Regions from separate parts of the Pan troglodytes genome. Here region 2 is linked to region 1. The links are chromatin contacts, called in public Hi-C maps. All regions are on one chromosome and are shown on one strand. Each heading gives the region's core, a stretch centred on a gene start, on an enhancer-like site or on the middle of the called end of the contact. The rest is flanking DNA. Distances are from core to core; before and after follow the strand shown. Region 1 overlaps IFT122 (intraflagellar transport 122). Region 2 has its middle 20 kb from the start of PLXND1.

Region 1 (5,122 bases), core at 836-3,335:
CAGCCTGTGAGGTAGGTCCAATCCCTTTTCACAGACTAGAAACCCAACCCTGGAGAGATCCGGAACCCATGTGCCTCACCCAGCTATCACACAACAGCTCACACTACCTGCTGTTGTCTCCCCCAGTGTGGCCACTCTGCCCCCGGAGCAAGGCTGTGGCCCAGATGCCCAGACGCCAGTGAGCTCTGTTCCCATGTCCTCAAGGCTCTTGCCTGTTAGAAGGGCTGCCCCTAAAACAGGAACCCCAAGTATGCCTTCTTGAGAAGGAAAAATGCTTCATCTTTTACCTCAATGCTGCTGATGAGCTCTAAATATCGGAGGTCTTGTACTCTGATGAAGGCCTGTGGGGAAGAAATAAAGAATAAAATAAGCTGTCTTCTTGGCTTCAAAAGTGGGTGATTGGCTAGGGGTGGGAAGTCAAGCTCTATCTAGACAGTGAGCCACAGAGGAGAGGAAGGGAGCAAGCACAGATTAATCATCGTGCGTGCAGGAGGTTATACCACCCAGTGAGGCATGGCTTTATCCATGGGATTGGACCATGTAAAGAACAGCAAAGACATCCCAGTTGCATCAGTCATTTTGAGATCAGGTAAAACAAAACCGTGATGCCACAGTCTGTGGCGGTGCCTCCTTGGGAGACTCTAGACCCAAAGAAGAACAAGCCGGTCTGACCCTCTGGGGGGTCAGGCAGCATCACAGCAGGAGAGGATGAGATGCATGGACTGATGACAGACTGCCTATACATCTTGGCAACATGGGTAGAATGCAGGGGACAGCTATGCCTACCCAGTGGTGCCACAGACACAGGGGACCCAGAGCCCCTGGTACCACAGAGGGAGCAGAGGAGGGGAAAGCTGAGAGGGTATAAAGACAGATTCTGGAAGAAGGTGGAGGGGTAGGGAATGAATCCCGCCAAGTCTGTGGAAGGCAAACTCTTTATGTAAACCCTAAAATTGCAGCCCTTGCCTTGAACTCACAGTAAAGCCAGAGACTTTAACTCATGGACCTCTAGAAGTTTCTGAGGAACAAGCAGACTGGTGTTAGCTAAGCTAGTTTTGCTGCTTTCAGATTCTGCCCAGGGTTTGGAGGAGCACAAGCCACCAGGTCAGGCTGCTTTCAGGTGGCTTTGCTGTCACCATTTATTGCCCCATTCAAAATGGGCTGACCTGTGCCTAGAGGAGGCAGCAGCTCCAGAGCCCTTTGAACTGAACACGCAGAGCAATCCTGACCACTTGCAGCCTCTGCTCAGCAGCATGGCATCCTCCTTCCTGAAAAGACCTCGGGAGATGAGCGAGTCCCCGGCCTCTGGCTGCCTTGCAGGTGACCACAATGCAACTTTATCTTTTCATCCCACAGGACCAGGCTTCCTGTCAAGAGACTGAGGACCCAGGGAGAAACATGTCTTGGCCCCTGTCCCCCTCCACAATTCAGAGGTCCACATTCTAACAGGGAAAGCTGGTCAATTAAACAGATCATGACACCTCCCAGAGCTAAGAGCTCTCCAACTACGAACTAGATGCCTGGAGAACACGGATGAATGGTCTGAGCATGAGCAGGGGTGGGAGGCAGCGTTAAGTGAGGCATCAGAGTCAGAACCTGGCAAACAAGTGTTTGTGAAGAGGAATTCGTAGAAAAGGGCAATGCGGGCATCACATGGGCCAAGGAACACAGGGCTAAGACTACCTGTGTCCCAAGCTGTAGGTCTTACACATCACCCTCTAGATCTCGGTTTCCTTAAAGCGCCTTGAGAGGGCAACCCTGCAAAGCCCAGCACAGTGGCCAAGAGGGAAAGGAGCATTCGAGGTCTAAGTCCTCGCTCTGAGCCTACTTCTCTGCTTCTGGGCTCCAACCATCTTCTTCGTGGAAAGGGGCCTGCTACTGACACCCTCTCAAGGGTCTTTCTAGCTGTAGCTCAGCTGTGCTAGTGTCTAGGATTTGCCCATTAATAAATCTGTTTCCGAGTTCCTTCAACCTGACACATTTTGCAGCGTCAGGGTGCCTGGTCAGAGTCACAAGGCCCCTGAATGAGCTCAGCAGAGGGAAGCCTGGGAATAGGGAGGAACCTGCAGCTCTGCTCAGGGTCTGGCGGGAGCTCAGCAGCTCTTCTCTGCCATCTAGTGGGGATGGCTGTCCATCTCTAGGAACCACTATATCCAAGCTGGTGAGCCTGAGTGCCTGGCACAGAGTAAAGAGGTGGGGTACTCGGGATTTAGATGAAATAGTAACATCCAACCTATCTTCAATATCATGTGGCTTTTTCAAAACAGCATGTTGTACACAATAGATATATACCACATACACTTACTTTTCAACTATAGTAAATCTGGCTGGGTGTGGTGGCTTATACCTGTAATCCCAGCACTTTGGGAGGCTGAGGCAAGAAGACTGCTTGAGCCCAGGAGTTCAAGACCCGCCTGGGCAACACAGTGAGTCCCTGTCTCAATATTTAAACAAATATATAAAAATATATATATTTATAAAAATATCAGTAAACACTCATATTAAACCTTGTGGCTTTTTACAATCCTTTCTATTCTAGGGATTTGTCGTCTTCCTCCCTGCTGGCATTTCTGGGTGGGGCAGGAGAGGGAAGCTCCCTCCATAGAGATGCCTCCTCCCTCCTCTGAATTCTTTTTTTTTTTTTTTTTTAAGTCAGAGTCTTGCTCTATGGCCCAGGCTGGAGTGCAGTGGCACCATCTCGGCTCACTGCACGCTCCGCCTCCCAGGTTCACGCCATTCTCCTGCCTCAGCCTCCGGAGTAGCTGGGACTACAGGCGCCTGCCACCATGCCCGGCTAATTTTTTGTATTTTTAGTAGAGACGGGGTTTCACTGTGTTAGCCAGGATGGTCTCGATCTCCTGACCTTGTGATCTGCACACCTCGGCCTCCCAAAGTGCTAGGATTACAGGCGTGAGCCACCGCACCTGGCCCCTCCTCTGAATTCTTACAGCCTCCTCCATCTCCACTTTCCTACACTGAGGACATCTAAAAATATAATCTAGATCATTGTTACACAACGATCACTTCCCTTGTTTAGTAATGGCTAGCATCTGCACAACCATCCCTGATTTAAATTCCCCTTTACAACATCTCAGTTAAGCCTCATGACTGCAGCAGGCATTCTCACCACCCCCATTTCAGAACTGGGAGGACTGGGGCTCCAAGGAAAGTGGCTGGCCTGAGGTACCAGAGCCCCTTATGTGACACAGCTCGTTCTCAGCCAGGCTTCTTAGTCCTGGTCTGGTCCAGTCTCCTCTCTTCATGCCTACAAGTCTTGATCTAACCCAAGGCGGGCATCACATCCCTCTTTGCCACTCCTTCAATGTCAGCCCAGGAATATGGACAAAATGAGCAGCTCATTAATTGACTGTGGGGAGATAAAGAGGGAAGGGGTAGGGGAGTGGAGGTTGGAAGCCATTCCTTCCTCCATCTGAGGTTCTAGATGGAAATACAGCTCAGGAACATACCTGGGCTTTTCCTTATGTGCAGAAAGGGGTCAGATGTTTTCAGCCATCTCTCTAGCTTTCATAGACTAGGCCAGGAAAGGACACAACGAATCAAGTCCATGAATCCCGCCATGAAGGTACGTGGGAAGTGCCCACATTGCTGTCAGAATCAGAGACCTTGACCATCTCTCCCACCTTAGTTGGCAGATGCTAAGAAAAGCAGCATTGTGTGCAGCATCATGGCCAGTGACTACACCGATAATAAAAGCCGCCATTTACGGAGTGCCTGTGATGTGCCAGGCTACTAGCCAGGTGCTTCCCATAGAGAACAGCTAATAAGAGTGACAGCCAGAATCTGACATGCTGCTCCTGGGTCAGCCTTTACAGGCATCCTCCCATTTGATCCTCACAGCTTTGTGAGGATGGGGCCTGTCATCACCCTACGTCTATAGAGAAGCAATCTTAGAAAGGGTGTCACCTACCCAGGCCCACAGTGAGGAAGTGGCTAAGATACAAGCCCAGGTCAGCCTAACTCCAGAGACTGCTGCAGTCTATGGCCTCTCCGTGCCACCTGCGTCCCCATCTGCCTTCTTAAGGGACCCCACAAGGACCAAACTCCAGCTCCTGCTGGCTAGATGCTTACCTTCTTTGCTGTTTCAAAATCTAAACCTTCTAGCGCTTCCATGGCCAGTTCACGCCAATCAGTGTCTGTGACACCCAAGCAAGCAATCTGGTAGGCTTCCTTGAACAGTTTCCTATCCAGGTACTGGTACATGGGAGCGGACTGCAGGATTTCATCAAGGGAAAAAAAGAAGACTGTTTTCAGGGCCATGGAAAGAACCAGATGCATACAGAGCCTGCCTCCAGATGCGTGGGATGATTACCCATGCCTGGGGAGCAGCCCTGCAGCCGCCAATCAGCACCCTGCCCAGCCTGCCCAGCCCACCCTGTGTGCTCCATCCTGCACCTCTCTCATGACTGGGCCACTGTGCTCCACAGCACAAACTCTCTGCCCATCCTCCCCTCCTTCCCACCTGCAGGCCTGCCTCGCCATAGGATGTCACCCTCACCTGGAATGCCTTTGCCCATCCCCACTCTGCCTCTGGAAAATACCTATTTGGCTTTCAAGGCCCTGTTGAAATGTCACCTCTTCTGGAGAGTCCTCCCAAGCCCCTCAAGCCCCCACCCCAGGGGAAAGAGTCTCAGCTTCCTCTGCCCTTTGTCCAGATCGCAGGTTGTGCCGCAGTTACAGGCCTGTTCCCACAGCAAAGCCGTGCACAGCCCGTGGGCAGTGGTGGGTTGTATCGGCCTCCCTCAGCAGAACCCCAGTCTACGTTTGCTGACAGAATGAATGAGTTCGTGGGAGGAAGCGGTCTGGAATGGCCTCTTCTTCCAGGGACTGAGTCCAAGAAAGGTAAGTGATTTGCTCCAAGTTACCCTGGAAGCCTCTGGAAACAGGTCTCCTGATCCCTGCCCTGGGGACAGATGCCCTCCTACAAGATGGGGTTGCCTTGCTGTGAGTGCCCATGAATAGTTCCTAACAACTTCTCTTTCTTAGGTTTATAAAAGGCTTTTGGCTGTCCCCATAGTCCTGTGCAGTAGGTATTATTTCTCCCTGGCTACAGCCCAGGAGACCGAGACTCAGAGAGGACAAATGACCTGTCCCAGCAAATAGC
Region 2 (5,122 bases), core at 1,292-3,791, 140 kb before region 1:
AGGTGAACAAGCCTGGTGTGATGGCATGCATAGTCCCAGCTACTCTGCAGACTGAGGGGAGAGGATCCCTTGAGCCCAAAAATTCGAGGCTGCAGTGAGCCATGCTGGTGCCACTGCACTCCAGCCTGGATGACACAGCAAGCCCCTGTCTCAAAACAAACAAACGAAATAAAATAATAAAATGAAAAAGGTGAACAACTAAATGTGATCCTGGCCGGTCGCAGTGGCTCACGCCTGTAATCCCAGCACTTTGGGAGGCCGAGGCGGGCGGATCACGAGGTCAGGAGATCGAGACCAGACTGGCTAACACGGTGAAACCCTGTCTCTACTAAAAATACAAAAAATTAGCCGGGCGCGGTAGCAGGCGCCTGTAGTCCCAGCTACTCGAGAGGCTGAGGCAGGAGAATGGCGTGAACCCGGGAGGCGGAGCTTGCAGTGAGCCGAGATCGCGCCACTGCACTCCAGCCTGGGCGACAGAGCGAGACTCTTCTTAAATAATAATAATAATTAAATTTAAAAATGTGATCCTGGCGTGGCTCCTGGATGGGGATGGGAAGGGGATGTGCTATAAAAGACCTCGTTGCGACATTTGGTGATATTTGAGTAAGGTTGTGCAGATTAAATTATTGTATTATGGTTAAATCACTCGATCTTGAAAACCACTGGGGTTGTGCAATAGAATGTCCTTGTTCTTGGGCAATACACATTGGAGGGCTTAGGGTTCAAGGGCCATCGCGCCTGCCCCTTGCAATGGGGGCTTGAATATGCAAGGGCTGGGGAGCAGAATGTTAAAGCTTGGTGAATCTGCATTAATAAGGGGTGCAGTTCTCGGAACTATTCTCACGGCTTTTCTGTTACTTTGAAATTATTTCAAAACAAAACGTAAGCCTGGTCTCTGTCACCGCTTTGTGGCTGCTTCGAGGAGCGCACCCTCTGTGTCCAAGACCTTAAACTCCCTGCCTGGGGTCTGGGCTCCCGACGTTCCTGCCTACGCCGGTTTGATTGCCCTTCAAGCTTAGGTCCCTCTGCCTCTGCGAACCGCTGCAGGCCCATTTCTTGCACAACCAAAATGAAGTCATACTAATCTTGGCTTGAGAGGAGCCAGAATTTCAGAGCCTCCAACCCTGATGCTTTCTACAACCTGGGAAGCTGAGGCCCGGAGACGGAAGTGACCAAGCGCGACTAGATCTAAAGCCTTCCCGACTTCCATTTTTCTCAGTAGGCAAGTGGTCCAAGCCCCACCATTTCCTTCTTGGATTTGAGTCTCAACTCCAGCCACTCCCCTCAAGTCTGGTCTCCCACTCTCACGCCCCTCCAGCCACTGGCCTCAAAACCACCGAGCACATCCACGCGGCCCTCGCCGACTCCCGCAGGGCTGCCTCCACCCCGCGGCTTCTTGCCGGCGCATAGCCTCCCAGAGCCTCCAATGACCGCCCAAGCGACTGCCCTCCCTCCCTCCTTCGCCTCCCCATCTGTGCAATTGAACATTCATTCATTGCCGCGGACTCGAGGCTGCCCAGTCCTCTTCCGGACGGGGCCCTGAGGACAGGACCTGGCTATCCGGCTTCCCGGTGTGTCCCCAGTGCCTGGCCCAGAGCGGCCAATTTGGCGAGAGCGGGAATCTCTGTCCCTGGTTCCTTTAGTCCCCAGCTTTGCTCCCAAGTGACCATCCGCGAGGCAGCGTCCCCTCCTTGGCATCTGCGGCTTCTGAGACGCTCAAGGGCCCAAGGGGGTGAATGAGGTGTGGGCGACTAACTGTAGCCCTGTCCTCTGGGGGCAGCGTGCTGCGCAAGTGATGCCCGGCCAGGGAACGGGGTGCTGGGGCCGCAGTCACCGCAACTTCTGGGTGGAGCAGCGAGGGCCCGGGGGGCTCGGGGAGCTGGGGGTGTACCCGCAGCCGGGGAAGCGGAGGCACAGGACCTGGGCCCAGGGCTCGGAGCCCTTGCTCCCTCCAAGCGAGGCGGGACGAGCACGGGCTGCGGGACCTCCGCCCCGTGCCCCCGCCCCCCTAGGCCGGCTGGGAGCTGGCCAGGGGCTCAGAGGTCGCACCTCTGGCCGCGGGAGGACGAGGCGGAGCCGGAACGGAAGCGCGGACAATGGGCCCTCCGGGGCCGCTTCCGGCCTCTCTCTGCGGGGCGGGAGCACGGGAGAGCCTGGGGCCTGGCCTGGGCGGGGCTCGGGCGCCCTCCCTGGGTCGCCTTCGCAGCACCCCAGCCTGGGCCCCTCCCACCCCTGCCGGTCTGAAAGCCAGGGACCCGCCCCGCCCCAGCTCTGTCCCCAAGCTAAGAGCCTGGCACAGGCTGGCGAGTATGGAACTGGGTTGTTTTTAAAAACTTTTATTCATTGAGTTATAATTTACATCAGGAGAAGTGGCCAGATCTCAAATGTGAAGTCTGGTAAACTTTGCACGTTTATACCCTGTAAATGCTCTGAACAAGACATGGAACATTCCCAGCAACCAGAAAATTCCCTGGTGGCCCTTCCCAGTCAGTCCCTCCCCCCAGCCCCAGCCCTAGCCCTGGCAACTACCCATCTGTGTACCGTCCTGTGGCCTGGCCTTTTCCAAACAGCATGTACATGGGATCCTGCAGCGTGGAGCCTTTCCAGCCTGGCTTGGAGATGCATCCTTGTGTCGGAGTATCAAGAGGCTGTTCCTTTTCGTTCCATTGTATGGAGGCCTCCATGTGTTTACCTCTTCACCAGCCCAGGGACACTTGGCTTGTTTCCAGATTGCAGCAATTATCAATGGAGCTGTGACAAGCATCTGTACAGGTTTTTATGGACCTGTGTTTTAATTTTATTCCAATATCTAGACGTGGGATTGCCAGGATGCACGTGTCTACATTTGACTTTTTTTTTTTTTTTTTTTTTTTTTTTTTTGAGACAGTCTCACTCTGTCTGTCCCAGGAGTGCAGTGGCGCAATCTCGGCTCACTGCAAGCTCCGCCTCCCGGGTTCATGCCATTCTCCTGCCTCAGCCTCCTGAGTAGCTGGGATTACAGGCGCCTGCCACCGCGCCCGGCTAATTTTTTTTGTATTTTTAGTAGAGACAGGTTTTCACCGTGTTAGCCAGGCTGGTCTCTATCTCCTGACCTCGTGATCCGCCCGCCTCGGCCTCCCAAAGTGCTGGGATTACAGGCGTGAGCCACCGCGTCCAGCCACATTTGACTTTTTTTTGAAGAAACTAGCAAAAGGTTTTACAGAGTGGCTGCACCATTTCACATTTCACCCCTGCCCCTGTCGCTCCACATCCTCACCCACACTTGGTGGTGTCAGTCTTTTCTGTCTCAGCCTTTCAAGTGGGAGTAGGGCTGTCTCAAGACAGGGTTGACTGAGCAAAGAGCGAACTCCCACCCAGCGCCTCCCAGTGGTTTCCTGCCCTTCCCTCATCCTGCTCCCAGATGGAGGTGCAGGCAGTGGTCCCAGCCCCAGCTCCACCCCACGAGTCCCCAGGTGAATGCTCCACCCCACGAGTCCCAGGACTGAGCAGGCACGCACCTTCCTATGCTCAAGTCCTCCTCAGACACTGGAGCAGGGAGGCACTGGCAGAGTCCCCAAGTCCAAAGTGATGGGCTGGGTTTCCACCTGGTCCTACCTGCTTAGCCATCTAGCCTTCTTCCCAAACAAGCAGCCTCTGGAGGAATCACTGGAAGACAGATGGGGAAGGGGGCGGTGAACACAGGTGCTGCGTGGGAAGCCGAGGGGTTGGGTGGCTGCAGCCTGTGCCCCCAGCAGGTAGGCAGGCCTCATGGTTGGACCACCCACATCCACGGGCCCCCCTGGAGGCCCTGCTCTGCCTCTGAGACCCTGTGACCCTGTGTTTTGGGAGATGGGGTGGCAGTACCAAGGTGAGCCTGACTGCCTTCAGCAAACCTTTACTGTGCACCTACTGTGTGCCGGGCCCTGCTGTGGCCCTGGAGACATATCCCCTGCCCTGGTGAAGGTCCATCCAGTGAGAGAGATGGATACTAGCCCTGATTGGCACTTTGGTCAGGGAGGGCCTCTTTGGAGGGGGATATTTGAGCAGAAACCTGAGGGATAAGAAGGCGGCAGCCCTGGGGAGATCTGGAAAGGGCACGACAGGCAGAGGGCACAGCAAAAGCACCGTCCTGGACCAAGCTCAGTGAGGAGGCCAGTGCTGCTGGAGCGGAGAGCCAAAGGGAAGCCTCGATGGTGCCTCTGCCAGGGGTCCCAGCTACTCAGGGGGCTGAGGTTGGAGGATGGCTTGAGCCTAGGAAGTCGAGGCTGCAGTGAGCTGAGATCGCAACACTGCACTCCAGCCTGGGTGACAGAGTCAGACCCTGTCTCAAAAAAAAAAAAGAAGTGGAGCTGAGGATTCAGATATGCAGGAAGTGAGGAAAGATCATGTGAGGACACAGCCAGAAGGCACCATCTGCAAGCCAAGGAGAGAGGCTGCAGCAGACACCAACCCTGCAGACTCCTTGGTCTTGGACTTGGCCTTGCAGCCTCCAGAATAGCGGGAGAGGTCACGGGGCGGGGGGGAGGTTTGCTTGCTAGGCTGCCGTAACAAGAGACCACAGACTGGATCGCTCAACAACAGAAACCTATTTCCTCTCAGTTCTGGAGGGTGCAAGTGGTACAGCCACAGCTCACTGCAGCCTTGACCTCCTGGGCTCAAGCCATCTTCCCACCTCGGTCCTCTAAGTAGCTGAGACTACGGGCAGCAGCCTCCGTGCCCAGCTAACTTTTTGTAGAGATGGGCGGGGGGGGGGGGTCTCACTGTGTTGCCTAGGCTGGTCTCGAACTCCTGGGCTCAAGCGATCCTCCTGCATCAGCCTCCCAAAGTGCTAGGATCACAGGCGTGAGCCACCGCACCTGGCCCTAATCGCCTCATACCATCTCATTTTAACTTAATGAACTCTTTAAAGGCTGTCTCCAGATACAGTCTCATCCTGAGGTATTGGGGGTTTCAACATTTGAATTTGTCGGGGGCACACAGTTTGGACTAAGACAGAAGGAAGAGGAGGCCAGGGCGATTGGGATTGGGGCCTGAGCCCCGGCTGAGTGAAGGATGCCGGAGGAGAGCACCACATCTCCTTCCTCAGCCACTGAGCGCCTACTGTGTGCAGCCCAGCCTCTGGGGGTGAGGAAGGCAAGGCTGG

Evidence for each region. Hi-C and Micro-C count contacts between places; a contact is called where the count stands out from the background.
Region 2: a Hi-C map of stem cell-derived neural progenitor cells shows a contact between it and region 1, with 4 times the contacts expected there. The contact joins two enhancer-like sites. A contact is called at or near these places in 2 of 7 Hi-C or Micro-C datasets (induced pluripotent stem cells and stem cell-derived neural progenitor cells).

Annotation. Positions count from the first base shown.
Region 1 is chr2:132,730,809-132,735,930 of NHGRI_mPanTro3-v2.0_pri, reverse strand. IFT122 (intraflagellar transport 122) reads right to left here. Exons shown (of 29, transcript XM_024355640.3): 15 at 4,090-4,230; 16 at 288-341. Among named protein-coding and RNA genes, the nearest start is that of RHO, 39 kb to the left of the region's middle. Within about 2 kb of position 2,085, at least 9 of the 24 cell types and tissues checked have an H3K27ac peak or open chromatin away from gene starts, as enhancers often do. A contact at or near this core is called in stem cell-derived neural progenitor cells, where this site is marked.
Region 2 is chr2:132,867,695-132,872,816 of NHGRI_mPanTro3-v2.0_pri, reverse strand. No RefSeq gene overlaps it. Among named protein-coding and RNA genes, the nearest start is that of PLXND1, 20 kb to the right of the region's middle. Within about 2 kb of position 2,541, at least 17 of the 24 cell types and tissues checked have an H3K27ac peak or open chromatin away from gene starts, as enhancers often do. A contact at or near this core is called in stem cell-derived neural progenitor cells, where this site is marked.